2 separate regions of the Mus musculus genome follow, and region 1 is linked to region 2. The links are chromatin contacts, called in public ChIA-PET maps. All regions are on one chromosome and are shown on one strand. Each heading gives the region's core, a stretch centred on a gene start, on an enhancer-like site or on the middle of the called end of the contact. The rest is flanking DNA. Distances are from core to core; before and after follow the strand shown.

Evidence for each region. ChIA-PET counts read pairs in DNA pulled down with a chosen protein or histone mark.
Region 1: an RNA polymerase II ChIA-PET map of memory CD8 T cells shows a contact between it and region 2, with 8 read pairs. The contact joins the promoter of Pdlim2 here to the enhancer-like site in region 2. A contact is called at or near these places in 3 of 39 promoter capture datasets (the HPC-7 cell line, embryonic stem cells and pre-B cells), 1 of 115 datasets of contacts at active chromatin or transcription factors (memory CD8 T cells) and 2 of 9 other capture datasets (adipose tissue and liver).

What each region holds. Positions count from the first base shown.
Region 1 is chr14:70,174,632-70,179,911 of GRCm38.p6, reverse strand. It overlaps Pdlim2 (PDZ and LIM domain 2), which reads left to right and starts at 3,097. Exons shown (of 10, transcript NM_001253736.1): 1 at 3,097-3,233; 2 at 4,605-4,699. The coding sequence starts at 4,607.
Region 2 is chr14:69,977,039-69,982,025 of GRCm38.p6, reverse strand. All of the region lies in intron 4 of Pebp4 (phosphatidylethanolamine binding protein 4), which reads right to left. All of the region lies in intron 1 of Gm41198 (a long non-coding RNA gene), which reads left to right. Among named protein-coding and RNA genes, the nearest start is that of Gm41198, 16 kb to the left of the region's middle. Within about 2 kb of position 2,870, at least 75 of the 459 cell types and tissues checked have an H3K27ac peak or open chromatin away from gene starts, as enhancers often do. A contact at or near this core is called in the HPC-7 cell line, adipose tissue and memory CD8 T cells, where this site is marked.

The sequences.
Region 1 (5,280 bases), core at 1,848-4,347, 200 kb before region 2:
GCCTGGAATTGGAGGTCAAACTCCTCCTTCAGCTTCTACGGGAGCCACCTCAGCGGCTGATAGAAAGCACCATTCTTGGCTGGGGCTGACAGTTGAGCAGGCAGTAAGGTGCTACGCACGTGTCACCTAACCCAGACAGTACAACTGGTGACAGGAGAGAAGCTCTGAACTTCAGAGGCTGAATCCTCAATGGAGGTTGGCATCAGCTCAACCTTATCACTGCCTACCGCCTGCTTACCAAGTGCCCTGAAATCCCTGTCCAGAGGCCCCTGGAGCAGGAGAATCACGTCGGACTTGGGGAGGGACTAGGGTTGGACTGCCTCTATATTTTTCCTGGTACTCTTGGCTCCTTGACCTGTCACTTAAGGTGCCCTTATCTGAGGCAGGGTTGATGACGGGAAGAGTGATGCACCAGATCTGTCAGGACTGGGGAAAGCCTAAGTGCACAGGGCAATGGCCTGGCCCTGGCTGGTTTCTTGAGCCTGGGTGTGGCTTGGACCCTAGCCAGGATGGTTAAACAGCTGCTTGCAGAACGAGACCTGCGTGCCACCGTGCCCTTCTCCATTCCGTCGCTACACCCAGGACTCATCTTGTCCTGGCTCTGGATTGACAAGTCCAGCCCATTCTTGCCTAGAAATAATGACTCTCTAGGGCCCTGGTGGCCTGCTTTTGATCCCTTAACCTAGTGTTTTATATTCCTTGGTGCCCTCATGAAACAGTTCAGGGTTGAAAGATTTTCGCCCCACTCCTGGACAGATCCAAGCCTCTTTGATGAGGCTCTGGAACCTCCCTCACAGCCACCAGGCAGGTCTGTGAGGTGCCCACTTTGGCACCTCGACCTGGTGAAGAGATCCAGAGGCTGCTGGATGAAGGATGTGACTTGCACCAGGCACAGGATCACTTAGAGCAGGACAGGTCCTTTCTGCTAGTCAGTTGACTTTGCAATGGGATTTGTGGATACTCCGTCCAGAGCAGGGAGAGTTGCAGACGAACCTTTGTGTGTTTACAGAGCCTGTCTGAGGCACTGAGGACAGTATGGCACTGTACTAGTTACACAGTAGGTGCTCAATAAACACTTAAGATTGTTTGAATCATTGATTGGATGAGATGGAGGTGAATTCTTTTCTGTTGTCTCCCCTCCCTACCACATCCTTCAACCTTTCTGCTTTGTAATCCTTGAACTTCTCCTCTGGGAAATCAGGTGTTTAACAAGAGAGTAAGATGAACATTACTGGTTGGGGGACGGGGGACGGGGGACGGGGGACGGGAGGGGGGGGCGGGGACCGAGGCCCCCAAAGAGCTGTGGAAACTGCTTTTCCTGGCTTTGTTTCCCAGTTGCTGTGGTAAAACACTGTCAGAGTCAGGGTTTCTATTGTTGGGATAGAACATGACCAAAAGCAACTTGGGGAGAAAAGGGTTTTTACAGTTCCACAACACAGTCCATCATCAAAGGGACTCCAGGCAGGAAGTCAAGCAGGAGCGATGGGGCTTGATCTTCAGGGCTTGCACAGCCTGCTTTACTTATACCACTCAGGACCACCTACCAAGGGATGGAACCGCCCACAGTGGGCTGGGCCCTCCCGCATCAATCAGCCATCAAGAAAATGTTCCCCCCAACAGCCACGCCCACAAGACAGTCTGAGGGAAGCAATTGCCCGGTGAGGTGAGATTCCCTCTTTCCACAGAACTCTAGTTTGTATCAAGTCGACAAAAAGTAAACAGCACACCACGCAACACCACACACACAGTTAAAGGAAGCCATGACACTCGAGGATCGGACAGTGTGAACCCCAGGCAGTGCCTGCCCTACCCGAGGGCTGCTCAAGAGGTTTTCAGGGAACTGAGGGTAGAGCTTAAAAGGGAGAATACGTACAGATCTGGGGCCCTGTCTTCAATCCCCAGCACCAAACCAAACAAACATAAAAGGCTTCCAAACTAGCTGCGGAGGGAGAGCAGGTGCAGCAGACAAGGGGCCCCTCTTGGAGGCCCCTGGAATTAGTCTGTGGTAGAGCCATTTACCTGCCCAAGGAGAGACTGTGGGAGGTGGGGCCAGGGAGGCAACCTGGCTGGCTGGGAAGTGCAGAGACTCTGAGCCACACCGATGCGCGTCGTAGGTGAGGAGGATGGTGAGGGTGGCGAGGGCAATTCTCTTGGGGAACTCGGAGAGAATGACTCACACCCGAGGCAGGCAGGTTACAGCTGGGTCCACAGGTGTGCTCTACGCTGTGCCAAGTTGTAAGAGCAACTGAAGAGGCAGGAGGCAGCTGCGTGGGCTCTCAACTCCCCAGGGCAAGAGTTGCCAGGTATAGCTCTGGGGGACCCTCTGGTCAGATGGCTCCTCCTTCCTGGGCCTACACCTGCTCTCCCCACCTCCACACCGTTGCCCTGAGTCATGGAGTCTGGCATAGGAATTGGGCAGACAGGGTCCTCCGTAGTGCTTAGAGCTGGCCCATGCCAGGCAGAATGGTGGGAGAGGAGGTGCCTGATGACCCTGCCAAGTGCTCTCTATCTCCTCTGGGTCTGGGCATGTCTCCCTGCTCAGGGCAGGCTTGCGGGGGTATCTGGGGCTAAGTCACTGCGCTGGCAGTACAAAGCCAGGGGCATCTGTCTGGGAAGAGATAGGAGGGTGGAGGTGTGGCCCAGGCTTGAGATGTGTGGGTATCGGGACTGTATCTGCTCCAACATCGGAGCCAGGAGTGGGCAGAAGAATCGGATGGACCACAGACAGGTCCATCAAGCCAGCGGTTGTCTGACAGAGGTCTGGGGACCGCGACATCGAGGGATCCTTTCCTATTGTGGGGTGGGACGCAGTCTCTGTATACTGCGCACCGTGGGGATGGTTTGTCATTTGAACCGACCCCCTGTGCTTAGGGACAGTCCGGAGGATGTGGACACCTCGGAAGGGTCTCAGTCTAGAGGCGGTTTTCAGGAGGGTCTGCTCTTCTCGCTCGCCCACTTCCAGCTCCCCCACAAGGCGCGGGCCAGGTGGCGGCGCCCCGGCTCGGCAGCGCAGAGGAGGCGGCTTCCCGGGCCAGGGGCGGCGGCAGGGGCGGCCCCGGGATCACATGGGCGGAGGCAGGTCTGGGAGCCCCGGGCGAGCTCTCCCTAGAGTCGGACAGACGGCTGCGGTGGAACGGCGGCGGCTCCTCGTCCTTACTCCCTCCGTTCTTCCCTCCCTCCTTCCCTTTCCTGGCTGGCCTGACCGCCCAGCCCGACAGGCAAGCGGCAGCCAGGTGAGCGCGCGCCCACCTGCACCCTCCGCGGGCCACCGCCCTCGGCGATCTCCTCCTCACCGGACCCTACCCTCGGCCCAAAGCCCCTTTTCCCTGAAACTTCTCTTCGACCTGGATACCCCTTGGCTTGGGTTCTCCCCTGACCCAGACACTCGTCCTCTAGTCCCAGTCCCAGTCCCACCCCCAACCCCCTCCGCCCCGGGGTATTTTGGACTTGTTGGGAAGCAAGCTTGAGAACTGGTACTGGGGACAGCCAGACTGACAGCTAGGCAGTTCACTGAGTCCACTGGTCGGCTCAAAGGTCTGAGAATCTCAGGGCGTTTTCAGTCTTTCTGTGATCAGCCTGGGACACCGTGGCTGGGCCTGGGTGAAAGGCAAAGCCAGTTGCCTGGGGGACAAGACAGTCGGACTGCTGGCCTGGACAGCCTCCCCCTCCCCCCAGGCCTTGATGTTCTTGAGATATTGGACATACTTGCTGACCCATATCTCCCCAGGGACAGCCTGAGGATGGGTGCTGGGCTGGGTGGTGCCCAGGCTGGCATTGCAGCTTCCTGCCTGGGTTGGCTCCTGGCTCCAGATCTAGAGGCTCAGGAAATCCTAGGAGGGCCTGGTCCACAAGGACACTCCCTTGTGGGTCAGCGGGGGCTGTGGATGAGAAGTTTGTGGCCAAACTGGCAGCATCATGAACTTGCCCTGCTGGCCAGTACCAGGGTGGCTGTGGGTGTGGGTGTGCTTCCCTTGGCAGATGAGCCTTGGCCTCCTTTCTCAGGCTGCTCACTAGGGTGCAGCAGGCCCCTAGAGGAGGTAGCAAGCTTCCTCTTGTTCATCTGAACCCAGCTGTTGGGGTCAGGCAGGGAGCCAGGTAGCCCCTCTGAAGACCTTAGTCTGACACCTGCCAGCCCCAGCCTCTGCTAACTTCTTGCTGTCTGGTGGGGCTATCCTGAGGCTTGCTGTCCTCCTGTATACTCTATACAGAGTGTAGAAAGTATTTTGTGCTCTTCGTTTAGGGAACAGGAAACAGGTAGTGAAGGGGTGCGGGGTGCGTTCACTCCTACCACCTGCTAATTCCTTCCCACAGTTCTCCACCAAGCACTTGTATGGAAGTCTGACCTCTTGTCAGTGGGACTGCTGCCTGTCTTAGGGGATCTACTAGTCTGAAGACCCTAGAAGGGGGAACTCAGAGTCTTCAAGGCCTCCCAGGGTGGGGGGAAGTGAAACTCTTAGAAGAGGGAGGGACTTAGTCACTTCCTCTGTCACCACCCGCCAGGCCCAGGCCCTGCTGGGCTGCTCTGAGACCAGCCACCGTCTTCTCCCTTTGCTTTGGGGTGTACTGTGGAAGTGGGCCCCACCTCCCAGTCTTCTCTTCCTCAGGCATGGCGTTGACTGTGGATGTGGCAGGACCAGCACCTTGGGGCTTCCGAATTAGCGGGGGCAGAGATTTCCACACACCCATCATTGTGACCAAGGTAAGGGCTGTTTTTAGGAGATAAGGAGCTAGCTACCCCCTGAAAGGGGGTCTTGTTCCCCACGGGTACTTTCCCCAATTTGTTCTGGAGCCTGGAGTCTTCTGGGGCAATGTTGGCCAGGGGAACAGTTGTGCTTTGTGGCATGAGTATGTGAGGGCTCCTTTAGGAGGGCCATTAGAAGATGAAAGGAAGGGGACCAAGGACAGGGCCTGCCCTTTGCCCTAAGTCTCAACCCTCACACCTGCCGGCAGCCATTTAGGGTAGTTACACAGGGCAGGTGCTTCTGCTTGCTCTTGGGAGCTTGCTAGTTTCTTTTTCACCCAGGCTCGGGCCCAGGTCCTGGCTGGAGAGCACTCAGGGCAAGGGTGGTGTTTAGGCAGCCACCTGCAAGGTATGATTTGCACGGGCAGGGTTCTCTATCCAGAAGTATTCCCAAGCTCAGTTCCTGACATTCTGCCATCACATTCCTTGGGAGGCCCATGTTTGAATGCCAGTGTATGGGGGATTTGGGGGGAGGTTGCCACTCAAGCCTGTAAGGGATTAGCTGAGAAGCTGGCAAGACCAGGAAAGACAGAGAAAAA
Region 2 (4,987 bases), core at 1,621-4,120:
ACAGCTGCGTAACAAGTGTGAGTGCATTTTATTCTCTTATGATCTAACATTAAAAGTTAACATTCACATATCTGATTTCACATGGCTAATTTTGGATTTACTGTGATTATGGGTTGGGAAGGAACATTAATAGCCCTGTCGTTGCACTGGGAAGTGAACCCAGGGCCTTCAATACGCTGGGCCAGCGCTCTACCACCGAGCTACAGACGCGGCTCCTCCCAAGTGCTTTGTTTGCAGACTCAGTCCCTCTTCACACTGGGCTGAGTATTCTAGTTGGCTCTGGGTCTTCCTGTTCCACCTCAAGGATATATCTGTGATTCTTCCACCATAGCTACACTACATACTATAGTTTCCCAATATGCATCAATGTCAGCCAAACAGCTCCATGAGTCCTCTTTGGCAAAATTTTCTTGAATAGTCCTTATGAGTCTTCGTTCTTCTTCTTCTCCTTCTCCTCCTACTCAATATTTGATACCTTAAGCTCTAATAGAAACATTTTAAAATTTGTATTTATTTTTATTGTGTGTATATGGGTATTTTGCCTACTTGTATGTCTGTGCACCGTGTGTGTGTGGTGTCCATAGAGGCCAGAAAGGACTGTTAGGTTCCTTTGAACTGGAGTTAAAGATGGTTGCTAGCCACTAGGTGGGTACTGAGAATTAAACCTGGGTCCTCTGGAAGAACAGCCAGTACTCTTAACTGCTGAGCTTTCTCTCCAGTCTATAAAAATTTATATTGTATTCCAATAAAATTTATGTATATCAAACAAATTAATTTAGAGACTATCAATTTATGAACACTATCTATCTATCTATCTATCTATCTATCTATCTATCTATCTACTTACATAATCATGTATCTAACATCTACCTACCCCTTCAAGCTTTTCATTTCTTTTCTGAAACATTATAAAAATCTTCACATTTATTGGATATTATTTCATTGCAGTTTCATAACCCTTTAACATATAAGTGAATCTGCCATGTTTTCTGGAGCAAGTATCAGTACAAACATGATGGCTTTTGTGTTTCTAAGTGTCAAGGACATTTTAAAATGTGGGTCTTAGATGTGGAGGCGCAGTGATTTCAGAACCTTTCTGTGGTTAAGAGGACCACAATGTGGAATATTTATAATGGCAACAGCATCAGACACATCCCACCTAGCCCAAAATTTACAACACAGTTCTTTTGAGGTGGTAGACATGGGGTTCCTGTATGTGACTTCACATTGTGTATTGCCAGAGACTGAGAGTCAGATGTCAGCAGGGATTACAAGCAGCATCCCAGACTGGCCAGAGTACCAGGCCATTGGGCTATGGCATCGTGTAGCTTCCTCAGCAATTCTCAGATGGTATGCCATGTTTATGTATATGCACGTGTGTATGTTTATTTCATTTCTCCATGGGGTTTTGAGTTTCTTGGGGGTATTTAGTACTATCCTTCTACAGCTTCCTACAATACCTAACAGAAAGACAAGAAAGGAAGGAGTAGAGAGAAGGAGGAGTCTGCCTGGTCAGTCTTGAGTGGGTTGAGTTATCTTTTGCTATGAAACTATCAACAGCATGGTCAACAGTACAGAATGGAAAGAAGGCTTCTACATGGCATATGGTGCTGGCTTTGGGGAGAAGGTATATCAGCCGTCACGGTTTCTTTCATTTGCCACTGTGCTATCTAAGGAGCCATTCTTGCCTAGGCCAAGAAAGAGCTATATAGTAATTGTCAATACTCCAGATGGTGATGGCCAAAGGGGCCTTGGTGGTCATGTATCCAACTCATCATCCAAGTTGGCAGGATACTGAGGCCAGGAAGATGAGCAATCCCAACCAAGGTCAATAAACTCATGGTAGGTAAGTTTGCAGTCTCTCTGGAAGACATCTTGTGGCCTAAGCCAGTTTGGAAACTACAGAGCACTTTGCTGTGGGAGAGAAGAAGGAAGAGGCTGTTTGATGAAAGGGAAGGCAGTGGAGGATGTTGGGAGGCGGGAGAGGGGAGTCTGTGGATGGTGAGTAGTGGCCTGTGGTCAATGCTGGGGGGTATGTGGCTATTGGAGGAAGCTGCTTGGCCCGTGCAAGCAGAAGGAGTAGTCTTTGAGAGGGACAAGGAAGGCCGTGATTGTCAGCCTGGCTACCCATTCTAAATATGTCAAAGGCAATGTGATCAGAAGTGGTACTCTAGACAGGATAAGTGTTGATGCCAGTGAACACGGTGGAGCTCAGGGTACAGGGTTGGACATGCACCATTGCAGGGAGGAGGCGAGCAGAGCCTTCCCAGGGGGACTGGGAAACTGGGGCAAGCACCCTGGAATGGCTAGGGAACAAGATAGCGTGGAATTGGGTGCTAAATTGTGCGGCACAGCTTGCGCTAAGTGGGAGGCGGTAGGTGGGGGGGGGGGGGCGTGGGGGCGGGGCAGGTCCTAGAGTCCCAAAGAAAGCACCTGAACAAGAGGATGTTGAATGACTTCAAAAGAGCAGTTTTCAGAGAGATCGGGTGCAGGGTAGATTGGTCATGATTTTTATCTCCTGTATTTTGTGTTGATGCTTTGATAACCCGAGGAGTGCTTGTTCTGGAACAATGTCCCTTCCAAGGCTGCCTACTTCCTAGAGACTGCCTGCAAGCACACCAGTCATGAACACACTAACCAGCCCCTAGCCCATCTCTTCCATCCCTTCCTTTCCCTCATCCTCTCATACCTAGCCAACATTCCCTGCCCCACGCCACCCTTGGGCAGGTACCAGGCGGCCGGGACAGACTCCGGTCACCCCAGAGCCCACTGATATTGTGCCAGCTCATCAGGGCTAAGCTTGCTAGGGCTTGCTTGCCCCCACTCTGCTCTTTTCCTGCAGAAACCACAGCGAAGGCTTCAGGCCACACACTCTTCTGCAGCCTCTGCTTCCTGACACACCCCGGGACTTCCCCATGTGACTCTGTGTGGCACAGCTTGGCAGGTCTCCTTCTCTTGAAACTGAGTAATAAAAACTTCTCTCAGTGGAATTGATCTTTCCACGCCATGCCTATAAATTATGACCTGGATGCCCTTGAAAGGAAGGAAGTGGGGGCGGGGGCGGTACTGGAGAAATGGCTCAGGTGTTAAGAGCACTGACTATTCTTCCTGAGGTTCTGAGTTAAATTCCCAGCAACCACATGGTGGCTCACAACCATCTGTAATGGGATCCTATGCCCTCTTCTGGTGTGTCTGAGGACAGCTACAGTGTACTCACATACATAAAATAAATAAAAATCTTGTAAAAAAAAAAAAAGGAAGGAAGGAGGGAAGGAGGGAGAGAGGAGGAAAGAAGGAAGAAGGAGGGAAGGAAGGAAGAAAGGAAGGGAGGAAGGAAGAAAGGAAGGAAGGAAGGAAGGCAGGCAGGCAGGCAGGCAGGCAGGCAGGCTAGTACTACTTCTAGGGGCCACTGTTACAGAGGAAGGAGAAGCTTTGCCTGGGAGATAATCTAGGGTGATATTCTGCTCTTTGCTTTGTGGCCAGGGCCTCTGTATTAGCTCTTCTCTGAGTGGCCCGTGGAATATTCCCATTTTGTCTATTGCCAAGTTGAGTCTGGGGCTCGAGTCAGCTCGCAGCTTCTCTCTGTGAGTGGCCCTTTCAGCCAAGCCTTCAACTGTGTTGTTTTCATGTTACTAAGCAGCTCTGAAGCCAAATGGAGCAGATGATTCCAGAGCTGTAGATGAGAGGATTGGGAAAGAGATGTATCTGTCCTTAAAGTTGCATCCCTTGCCTGGGGCCAAGCGAAACTCTCAAGTGCCCGGTTTTGATTTCTAAATGGAGAAGAGGTGAGAGCTGAGCTGCCTGCGGTGAATTTCCCCTTTCATCTCCATTAGTCAGGCCCAAATGATGGGTCCCTTCGCACCTGGGGTGACTTAGCAAACCACCCACTAACCTCCAGTGACCTACCAAACATGAGCCGGAGGCGGCTTCTCTCGTTTCAGCAATGTTGGGGCACCAAAGACTAACTGCTAGGACCCTTTCCTTCATTGTGGTCCACACTACACTTATAGGTTGTGTGACCTGGGGTTCTCAGTGTCTTCATGGGTATGACCAAATGAGTCCGGGGCATCTACTAGTTCTGGAGAAGAGCCAATCTGTGGTGACAACTTTGTCTCAGTTTCAAGGCACGTGTTAGAGCTCTGCGTGTGTGCATGCCTTTCTCTCTCTCTCTCTCTCTCTCTCTCTCTCTCTCTCTCTCTGTGTGTGTGTGTGTGTGTGTGTGTGTGTGTGTAGAGTTTAGCGTAGGGTGTCTTCCTTTACTCTCCACCTCATCTTTTGAGACAGGGTTTCTCACTGAACCTGGGACTTCCCAATGAGATAGACAAACAAGCTTTTTTGTTAGTCTGCCTCCTTGTATTCAACTCAGGCTGCGCACACAAACATTTGATCCACTGACCCATACATATATCCCCAGCCCTGGGGCTCTTGGCCCTTTGCATCAAGAGAGGAGAAGATTTCCTTGCAGAGCATGTGGTCTCTGCTAACCGGTCTCCCTGATAAAAAGCACCCTGGACTGCTGAGGATGTACAGCGTGGTGTCGGAGTCCCTGAGACAACACTTGGGTTTATACTGGGGAGGGGAGTCAGACTGGGGCAGGTGGCATGCTAGCCGGGAGTAGTGGAGTGTCCTGTCCAAGGAGGGGCTGCAGAGGGCAGCAGATGTGTGTCTTGGAACCAACGCTCTCTGCTCAGGGATCCCTGAGCGAGAAGAGCCTATTTCCAAACACTAAGCTGAATGTATAGCTCCTTTCTCTCTGCACATCCCAAGCCAACCTGACTTCAAAGCCCCACGCAACCTTACCTCTTCTAGGCCTACCTGAATACCACAGCTTCTCTGAGGACCAGGCTCTCTGTCCTGATCTTTCCTCTAGCCACACACCCCCTCCTCCCACCCCTGCCTCCAAAGCACAGAATGGGGCAGACATCCCAGGCAAGTCCGTTGACTGATGAAACCATATTGAGGAAATATTAATGTGGGAAAGGCCCCC